Linked DNA regions of Mus musculus: regions 1 and 3 are each linked to region 2. Evidence: chromatin contacts called from public promoter capture Hi-C data. All regions are on one chromosome and are shown on one strand. Each heading gives the region's core, a stretch centred on a gene start, on an enhancer-like site or on the middle of the called end of the contact. The rest is flanking DNA. Distances are from core to core; before and after follow the strand shown. Region 1 holds the start of Pla2g12a (phospholipase A2, group XIIA). Region 2 holds the start of Elovl6 (ELOVL family member 6, elongation of long chain fatty acids (yeast)). Region 3 overlaps Enpep (glutamyl aminopeptidase).

Evidence for each region. Promoter capture Hi-C pulls out the DNA fragments that hold promoters and counts their contacts.
Region 1: a contact with region 2 is called in a promoter capture Hi-C map of hippocampal neurons, with 2.3 times the contacts expected there. The contact joins the promoter of Pla2g12a here to the promoter of Elovl6 in region 2. A contact is called at or near these places in 2 of 39 promoter capture datasets (hippocampal neurons and pre-B cells), 3 of 484 Hi-C or Micro-C datasets (the G1E-ER4 cell line and embryonic stem cells) and 2 of 115 datasets of contacts at active chromatin or transcription factors (astrocytes and memory CD8 T cells).
Region 3: a promoter capture Hi-C map of liver shows a contact between it and region 2, with 2.6 times the contacts expected there. The contact joins the enhancer-like site here to the promoter of Elovl6 in region 2. A contact is called at or near these places in 5 of 39 promoter capture datasets (the C10 cell line, cranial neural crest, liver and 1 more), 1 of 15 datasets of contacts at CTCF or cohesin (large pre-B cells), 5 of 115 datasets of contacts at active chromatin or transcription factors (craniofacial prominence, embryonic stem cells, epiblast stem cells and 2 more) and 1 of 9 other capture datasets (embryonic stem cells).

What each region holds. Positions count from the first base shown.
Region 1 is chr3:129,877,286-129,880,343 of GRCm38.p6, reverse strand. Pla2g12a (phospholipase A2, group XIIA) reads right to left here and starts at 1,738. Exons shown (of 4, transcript NM_023196.4): 1 at 1,409-1,738. The coding sequence starts at 1,625.
Region 2 is chr3:129,530,561-129,533,953 of GRCm38.p6, reverse strand. It overlaps Elovl6 (ELOVL family member 6, elongation of long chain fatty acids (yeast)), which reads right to left and starts at 1,568. Exons shown (of 5, transcript NM_130450.2): 1 at 1,459-1,568; 2 at 1,186-1,306. The coding sequence starts at 1,274. Gm35986 (predicted gene, 35986) reads left to right here and starts at 1,566. Exons shown (of 3, transcript NR_153368.1): 1 at 1,566-1,697; 2 at 2,790-2,895.
Region 3 is chr3:129,271,712-129,274,810 of GRCm38.p6, reverse strand. All of the region lies in intron 18 of Enpep (glutamyl aminopeptidase), which reads left to right. Among named protein-coding and RNA genes, the nearest start is that of Enpep, 59 kb to the left of the region's middle. Within about 2 kb of position 1,455, at least 10 of the 459 cell types and tissues checked have an H3K27ac peak or open chromatin away from gene starts, as enhancers often do. A contact at or near this core is called in liver, where this site is marked.

The DNA of each region.
Region 1 (3,058 bases), core at 489-2,988, 350 kb before region 2:
GTTTCTCACTAAAGTCATGAATTTCCCTATTATTTTCAGCTGGTAGCCTTGGCTAATCTCATAAGAAGCTTGATTTTACAAGTTCTATATCCTAACATTCTGAATTGCCAAACAGAAGCCTCATCCCACCCCTCAAAACACACACACACACACACACACACACACACACACACACACACACACACACAGAATGCTTTAAAATAAAACAAAACACTAAAACAACAAAAAACCCTCACTCAAATCACTGCCTTAAGTGCTGATTTTATGACTATTCACGCTGCCATGAAACAAGTTCTCAGATTCAAACAGAATGTTTAAAAACAATGAAAGGAATGAGCAGACAAACTCTAATATTGACAGAGAATAAGGAAGAGAGGCCAGTGATACCCAAGAAAGCTACAAGGCGGACAAGATGGCTTGTGTCTGTCATCCAAAACCTGGGTGGCCAAGGAACAGGAGTTTAAGGTCAGTCTCAGCTACATACCAACTTCAATGCCAGCATGGGCTACCTGAGACCCTGTCTCAAAAATCAAATCAAGACAAAACTGCAAGTCTTAGATTGTTTTCCAGAAGTTAGGGAACTTTTTCAATGCAGTATACCTCCCTCAAAAACCAAGTACATCAGAAATCTATACAAAAGCCACAATTTATTTTACCTAGCTTTGCAGGTAAACAAACAAAATGGCACTTAACACCAACTGATGGCTTTTAAATTGTCGTTTGGCTTTCTATGTTTAGCTGAACCAATTACATGATGTGTGTGCGCGCGCCTGTGCATGACCGCACGTGCTAAACTCAGTCTGTCCCACTTCCCTCCCACCTTTCCCGCCCCCCACCCCCACCCCGCCCCGTACATCAGAAAGTTCTTAGGCAACTTTGTGCAATGGCGGGGAGAGAGGGCGAGAAGCTCAGATGCAAAGGAGAGCAGAGTGCAGAGCGCGCACTCAGGTGACCTCTCACATTTGTTCCCAGCTTGCTCAATCCCAAGGACAGCACGCTCCAAGCGCTGCTCATTCTTTCCACACCCGAGGACGCAGTCAATGCCTGTCTGGCGTCTGTTCCCCTAATCCCCCTGTCCCGCACTCGTCCTTCCATCCCGCTTCCCTGTCCCCGCCCCCCTGCTCCGCAAGTGTCCCCCGCCCCACAACCTGCCCCACACGTACCCCTCCATCTTCTAGCCCCCCACTTGTGCCCCATCCACCTGCTCCACACTTGTTCATCTACCTGTTCCACACTCCACACACACACATCCCCCTGCCTGGCACCAGTCCCTTTATTTTCTCGCTTCATACCCGTCCCCATCCACTTGCCTGGCTCGGATTCTCGCATTTCCCCCCAACCCCCCAGCCTCCGGGGACTGTCCCGCCTCCAACCCCCTGCCACCCCGCGCCCCCTTGTCGCGGCTCACCGTCGCTGCACTTGTACTGGCAGAGCCCGTCCTCCCCGCCCAGCAGGTCCAGCGCGGCGTTGAGGTACGTGTCTATCTTGTGGATGCCGTTGCGGATGGTCTTGAGGGTGGCCCTCCAGTCGGTGGTCTGGTCCTGTTCCTGCCCACGCGCAGTGGCCAGCAGCAGGAGGAGGAGGAGCGCGGGGCTCCGGGCGGGCGCGGGCCGCGGAGTCACCATCTGCGGGGCCGGCGCGGCGGGGCTGGGCAGCGGCGCGCGCTCCGGCTCCGGCTCAGGCCCCCGGCCTCCTCCGCGCTCGCGAGCTCGCGCCCCGTCACTGAGCTGCGCCGAACGGTGGGCCCGCCCGGGCACGCGCGCCGCTGCCCACAGTGCGCATGCGCCCGAGCGTGGGAGCCTCATTGCCCACGTGGTCTCCGGAACGCTCCCGTAGCTTACGGTCCTGCCTCTATGGAGTCTTAAAAACGCCTTGCCAATGCCCTAGACATAGTCATTGCTTTGGTTCAACACCACAGTGAATTGGTTTTGTTTTGTTTTGTTTGTTTTTTGTATTGTTTTTCAAGACTGGGTCTCTGTGTAGCCCTGGCTGTCCTGGAACTCACCTAGACCAGGTTGGCCTCGAACTCAAGAGATCCGCCTGCTGGGATTAAAGGCGTGCGCCACCGCCTCCCAGCTCCTAGTGAGGTTTGTTTGCTTGCTTGTTTTACAAAGCTCTCCTGTTTACCGAGACACCATAATTTAGAACGACTCCAGTAGCACAGCCTCCCTTGGGCTCCGCAGTCCCAGCCTTTACTGGACAAGGCCTGGGGTCCAGCGTAGAAAACTGTTTGAACACGGGCTGGCCTTGCACCCTACCAAGCCTGGATTTGCCTCCTGGGTTCTTGTGGGAACCCTATGATCAGCCGCAGTCCTAGCAGCGCAGCATGGTCTGGAGGATTGTTGAAGATGGAACTCTGCTCAATCTGCCAGAGCACTTCCTCCATTGCTTCTAATTCTAAGGAAGGAGAAGTTGGCAGTTATCCCTCCTTAAAATTCTAAATACTGTAGAGAAAAAGCTAATCACCGACTAGGCAGAGGAAAGGGAGGCAGGAGTGTGTCTTCCGAAGCGGGACAAATGCGGTAAGGTTACCTGGGACCAGCCCTCAGTTAATTTTTCTGAGACAGAGTCTTGGCCTGTAGCCCAGGCTGCCCTCCAACTTGCCTTGAACACACTATCCTCTCAAGTGCTAGGATCTTGGCGCCAAGCCTCTCTCTTTTCTATTTCTTTACACATTTACATCTTGCTGAATGTATGTCTTTTACCTTAACAATAACCTGTGCTCTGAGGACACGGGTTGCCGCGTGTCTCTCTCTGGGGATTACGTTCTCAAATGCCAGATTCTTTGGCACCTTTTCTCGTCTATTGCACACGGATGCAATAACACGACTGGTTAAACCGGATTCAGTTCCTCACTTCTCTTTATGATCTGCCATCCATGGCCACAGCAGTCACCTCATAATTAAAATAAAATCTCACCATTGCCACAGACTCAGATCCCCCTCCCTGGTACCCTGTCGTCATCAGTTTTGTCCCCAGACACTGTATTTTCTTTCCTTGACCCATCTAGAACCAGGGGCATTCTCCTTCCCCAAGGTGGCTTCTGTCTTCTTCAGTC
Region 2 (3,393 bases), core at 319-2,818:
TCCCCGCGGGCGAGAAGGGGCGGGAGCAGCAAGCCCGGGATCGGGCTGGAGAAGGCGAACCCCCGGCGGCTGCCACCACCCGCTCCAGCCCGGGAGCGCCGGCGTCTCCGGTTTCCCATTGATGAATGGAGGGAGGGAAGGCAGGTCGCGAGCGCCCTCGCACGCGGCAGCGGAACCTCCCGGAGCCCGGAAGCCCCCCGAGGGCCGGCCGCGGCGCAGAGGGGGTGGGGTGGGGGTGGGGAGATCGAGGGGGCTCGCACTAAACCGGAGGGAAACATCTCCAACCACAGCACGGTCTACGGGAAGGAGGGAGCTCCCTTCTTAAAATACTGCAAGGTGACACCGGATCGCCTCCCACACGGGGATTTTTCAGAAGACTGACCGGAGGAACTCAGTAAACAAGATGTTTTCCCGGATTCGAAGTTCTGGGGAAAGACCTCCGAGACTGCCCTGGCAGGAGCCTTCCAGTACTTAAACTGCTGCTCCACGCGGAGAAGCGTGTCCAAAAGGCGTTTCCTTTACACAGAAACTTAATAATGGCGTGGCTCCACTTGCTCGGGTTCATTCATTTTTATTGCAGTTTTCATTGTCCCCTCCTCCCCGATGTCTTTATGAAACCGGAAAGTAATCTGAGTGGGGAAGGGGTCCTGGACCCTGGGCATCTACGGCTGGAGGCGGCAGTCAAGGGAGGGCAGTAAAGTGGAAGAACTACAAGGAGAAAGGAAGGACACGAGGGATGGGGAGAGGGAAAGGACCAGAGAGAGGCGGGCTGAAGAGGGTTAAAGGGAGCGGAGACCGGGTCCTCCCTCCACTGCCTTGCACGCTCCAGTTGCGGGAGGCCAAGCAGAACCCCCAAATCTAAGCGAAAGCAGGGAGACAACACAGGTGGGATAGCTGGATTGTAACATGCCTCTGTCTCCCGTATATTATTACAGGTACACATATTATATGTTCTATGTTATATAATCTACACAAAGATGCCCGCGTGGCCGCGGCTCACACAGAGCACCCCCCAAACCGCACGCTTCCATGCAGCTTCAGAGTCTCCTGCAGACATGAGACCCTGGAACTCCGCGATCTGCTGGCTACTGCCGGCAATCCATCCGTCGCTCCGCTCACGCTCAGACCAGGAATACCGACATTAATGCACTCCCGGGAATAGTATCTCGCGAAAGCATCACCTACCAGTTTTCCTGCATCCATTGGATGGCTTCGTTCTCGTTGAACTGCTTTTCGAATTCATATTCTTGTAAAGTCAACACTGACATGTTCATTGGGGCTGATCTTCGGAGTCGCTACGTGTTCTCTATACAAAATAAAAAAATCTGTAAAGAGCCTTTTATTTTGAGTGCTCTCCTGTCTGCTTCCCCCTCCCACCCCCCTAGGTATTGCCCCGCCGTCAGTCTCCTGGCCGATCTCTCTCCCAGCCTCTCAGCTACATCCAGGGTTGAGCATTGCCTGCGCCTCTGCTCCCAGCTCCTAGCTCAGGGGCTCTCCTCCCAGCGTCCGCATCCACCGTAGGAGGAAATGAATGCCTTGCGGTCTTAGTGCCCGCACGTTTGTCCATCACGCTTTTTACTCGTCTACAGGGAAATCTCCTCCCCCTCGTGCGATCGGGAAAATTAACCCTTTGCGCGAGAGGGCGCAGAAGAGCAAGACCTCCCATCGCCCTGGGGGATAGTTTTGTTTACAAGAAGGTGGTTGGTGGACTGGGGGAGGGGAGGGAAGGGCGCCAAGAGGGAGGAAGTGGCCTTGAGGTCATACTCAAGCCCATTCGCCACCTCTTGGGCCTCCCTGCCTGGCCTTTGAATGAAGTTTCAGAGTGAGAGGCGCAGCCCTGAGGCGCGTGGACCTGAAAGCTTGGCGAGTAAACAATTGGGAAATAGTAAAATCTGCCAGGTTCTCTGGCATGAGAACTCCAGGCAAATAAATGTGAGGATCACGTCTTGCGATCTAGTCTCCTCACTACCTCGATCCCGCAGCACCCTCTGAGACCACCTCCACCGGGCAGCTTGGGCGCGGATTTACCTTGACCTTAGGGCCAGGTAGCCTTCGGAACTAAGACCACGTGCAGACAGGATGCTGAGGATGAGGACCTGGGAAGTCAAGGTTGACTAGGAGGCAGAAGTTAGGTAGAGGGTTTGGCTACCAGGAGGGGATATTAATGAACAAAGGAAGGGAATTTGGCATACAGAATTAGGCCTACTGATCTAAATACCAAAACTTTATCTATCTGCTTTACTTTAGTTCTGCCTTATTCTTGTGAAATTAGGAAGAAAAGATTAATGTAGGAGAGGGATTTATGTAATGCTAATCCTCCCCCTGGGCTACCAGCTCACAGCAACCATTCCCAAATACTCCTTATTTTTCTGGAGGATGGTATTTTCTAGTCCTAAAAGGAAGAAGGAAGTAAGAGACAATAAGGTACCTAATAATATAATATTTAGATCCAACAAAAGATACTGATCAACACTTATTAGTTTGTTTGTTTGTTTTTTAAATGTTTGTGATTTTCAAGATTGGGTTTTTTTGTTTGTTTGGTTTGGGTTTTTTAGGTGCTTTTGGCTTTTCGAGACATGATTTTTCTGTGTAGCCCTTGTTGCCCTGGAACTGGCTCTGTAAACCAGGCTGGTCTCAGACTCAGAGATCTGCCTGCCTCTGCCTCACTCACAAGTTCTGGGACTAAGGTTCGGGCCACCACAGCCCAGCTAAGAACCTATTAGTTTAAAGATGTACATTAGGACCAGAGAGAAAATACCCTCTAAGATGTTCATTTCCTCACCTACCAGCCAACTAAAATGAGGCGAGGGCATTTCATGCAGTCAGATCATCTCAGGAAGACACTGGAGGCTGAGGCGGGAAGACTGGTGCTAGTAAAATTGCCAGAAATTTGAGGTGAGTCTGAATTTCACAGTGACATCCTTGCTTCCCCTGCCCCCCAAGTCTTAAAAGGGTGGGGTATGTCCTTAATTGGGGGGTGGGTATGTCCTTAATCCTAATACACTCTGGAGTCAGAAGCATGTGGATTTTTGTGAGTTTGAGATTAGCCTGGTCTAGTAACAAGATCCAGGTCAGCCAAGGAGATAGAATGACACCCTGGGTTTTTAATGTCATTTGTTTTTGTTTTTGTTTGGGTTTTTTATTTGTTTTTGTTTTTTGATTCTCTGTGTATCCCTGGCCATCCTGGAAATTGCACAGTAGAGCAATAGATCAATCAGTGTGGCCTCCAACTCATAGCTCTCCTTGCCCCTGCCTCCCTTGTGCTGGAATGAAAGAGGTATTGCCACCACATTGTGAAAATGGCTTGGCATGAGGACCTGAGTTCAGAGTCCCAGAACCTCTGAGGCTGAGACGGGGAACTCCTCCTGTGTATTTTCATTTTTGGAGACCAGG
Region 3 (3,099 bases), core at 206-2,705, 260 kb after region 2:
AGGTTTGATCAAATTTGATTTTAGTTTGTCACGGATGAAAAAATTCATTAATTTTGACATAATGAACATGGCGTAAACATCTCAAGAAAATTTAATAAGCACGTTATTATAAGTTTTGAATATATCAAAATAATTTCTATATGATCTAATATTAGGTTTACACTTGTTAAGTCGAAGCAGACGATCTCATCTAAGTTTTTCAAGCCATTTAAGATATACTTGAATTCTTACTGTAGTTTTAGCTACTTTGATAAAGACATAGAACGCTTCTGCACTTCCTGTGATATTGGGCCCTTGAGATGAACACAATTTGTTGCAGCATTGGTAGTGTCTATATAAGTATTTGCAGTTTTTATTCGTTGCATTTGTTGCTAACTCCCAAGTACTTCTCTTAGTTTTTAGTTTATAAGACTCAAACAAGAATAATAATGCAGAAATTATAGTCCATTTAAAAAACTATGACTTGCAATTAGCAGCTGTTCATGGGACTCGTAGACTCTCACTGCAGCAACAAACACATTTTGCCTTTTAAAAATTCCCATCTTCCTCTTACAACACCAGTATGTATACTCTTCAGAAACTGGGTGGTAGTAGTGTTTAAGTAATCTATAAAATGGAATTGGTCAGAAATAACTTCTGCCATCAGATCGGTGTCTATTCTTGAGTCGTTTCTCTATGAATGCTTATTAGACACATGTGGAATCACGCTAGCCACATGTTTTTATGTTTTACTCTTTTCATAGCATATTGCTACTGAATAAAAGAATTTTACGGTTTCTGGTAAATGGCGCTTTACAGTAACTGCCCATTTCCCAGGAAGCTCCCGTACTTAGTGTTGTTCTTAAATATCCTCATTATCATTTTCTTTCTTCATTTTTAATTTGAAATTTATTTTACTTTATATGTATGCGTGTTTGGTCTGCATATATATATGTGTGTGTGTGTACCATATGCATGTCTGATACCTAGAGAGGCCAGAAGAAGGCATCAGATCCTCTGAAACTGGCATCACAGATAGTTGTAAGCCACCATGAAGGTGCTCAGAATTGCACCCTGGTCTTCTAGAAGAGCAACAAGTGTTCTTAACTGTCGAGCTATCTCTCTAACCCCCAATACCTCATTTTAAATTGTAATTCTTCCCTCTAGTGAGTAATGTAGGGCACACATTATGCGCTAGGCTTGATCTTTGGTATTGGGGCTGCAATGAGGAAGACAAACAGACCCAACTTTCTGCTTTTGCAGAACTTAATGTGTTGGTGAGAGCAATGTTATTATAGCAAGAGTTACACAGATGCATGCATGAAACCTTAGTCATTACCCAGGAAAGAGGCTCAGGGGACAGCAAAATAATGCAACTAAGGGGAAACTAAGCAACCTGAAAGAAGTTGGCGGCAAGGTCTCCCTAAGGAAGTTCAGGCTGAACTGAAGGAAGGGCAGGAATGAGCTGGGTAAACAAAACCTTGAGGATCTTGGCTGAAGCTACCAGGAAAGAAAGGGATAAAGGTCAAAAGGGATAGAGTCGTGTTAAAGTTTGACTTTTAGTCCAAGAACAATGATAACTCAGTCACTAGAAGTTTGAAACAAAGTGAAATGATGGGTTTATTCTGAAAAAGCATGCTTGGGTCGGCGATAGGGAAGTGTAGGCACCAGGGAGACCAGAGTGGAGTTCAGAAACACAATCAGCTTCTTTAATAGGCCCAGCAAAAGGCAATGGTCAACTGGCAGCAAAAGACAGTGAGACCTATACCATGGAACAATAGTAAAGATGAAAGATTCACAGGCATGGAGGGGCATGGAAGTAGGAGAGGAAAGAGGTGACCAGGGCAAGCCTGGGTTTGTAGCAGGGTTCAGCTTGCTAAGCATTCATTTATCTATATATCTGTCTGTCTGTCTGTCTGTCTGTCTGTCTATCTATCTATCTATCTATCTATCTATCTATCTATCTATCTATCTATCTATCTATCTCCTTCCTCCCTCCCTCCCTCTCCCCCTCCCTCCCTTCCTTTTTTTTTTTTGTTTTTTTTTGTTTTTTTTTTTTCAAGACAGAGTTTCTCTGTATATCCTTAGCTGTCCTAGGACTCACCATGAAGACAAGGCCTGCCTTGAACTCACAGAGATCTGCCTGCCTCTGCCTCCCAAATGCTGGGATGAAAGGCGTGAGCCACCACCACCATCTTTTTTCTTTTAAGGGTATGAGGGGAGTTGTTTTTGTTGTTGTTGTTTACTGCTTTTCGTTTTTCAAGACAGGGTTTCTCTGTATAGCCCTGGCTGTCCTGGAACTCACTTTGTAGACCAGACTGGCTTCAAACTCAGAAATCCACCTGCCTCTGCCTCCCAAGTGCTGGGATTAAAGGCATGCGCCATCACCGTTTTGTTTGTTTTGTTTTTTGTTTTTTTGTTTTTGTTTTTTTTAAAGAAAAATATGGCCTCTTGTCTGATTCCACTTAAAAAATTTGAGTAAACTGAAAATCAAAAAAAAAAAAAAAAGCCAGCTAGATTTATTGATATAAAAGCCATTAGTAACTCTAGAAAGAGCTATTTAGGACATGATGGTCAAAGCTTTCAAGAGCCAGTTCCTTTTTTCCACTGTGTGTGAGCGCCTGACTCACCAGCAATAGGATCCTTCTGCACACGTTTATTGGGAGAGCTCAATTACAGAGGCGAAAAGACCCTGAGCCAAGAAATGGCGCTGCTTATATAGGCCTAGGAGTGACATGTCCATACCTGATTGGTTATGCTACCAGTACCTCATTAATATGCATCGGGCCAGGCAGTGACTCGGCAAAAAACTCTTATGCACATGCGCACATTGGTTGTTTACCCATAATCATGGGCGGTGGCCAGTGGTAGCCAGCGCCATCTTGTAGTGGCGTTTGCTGCTTCCCACAACTGTGGAATTTTAGGATTGGACTCAGGGCATCAGGTTTGCATGACTTGAGGTTTTTTATTCCCTGAGACATCTTATATCTTCCTACTGTGTCTAGTTTCCTTTGAAAGCTACTTTACACACACACACACACACACACACACACACACACACACACACACACTCTTGTATACACACACACTCACATGTACAGTCATACACACATGAGTGTA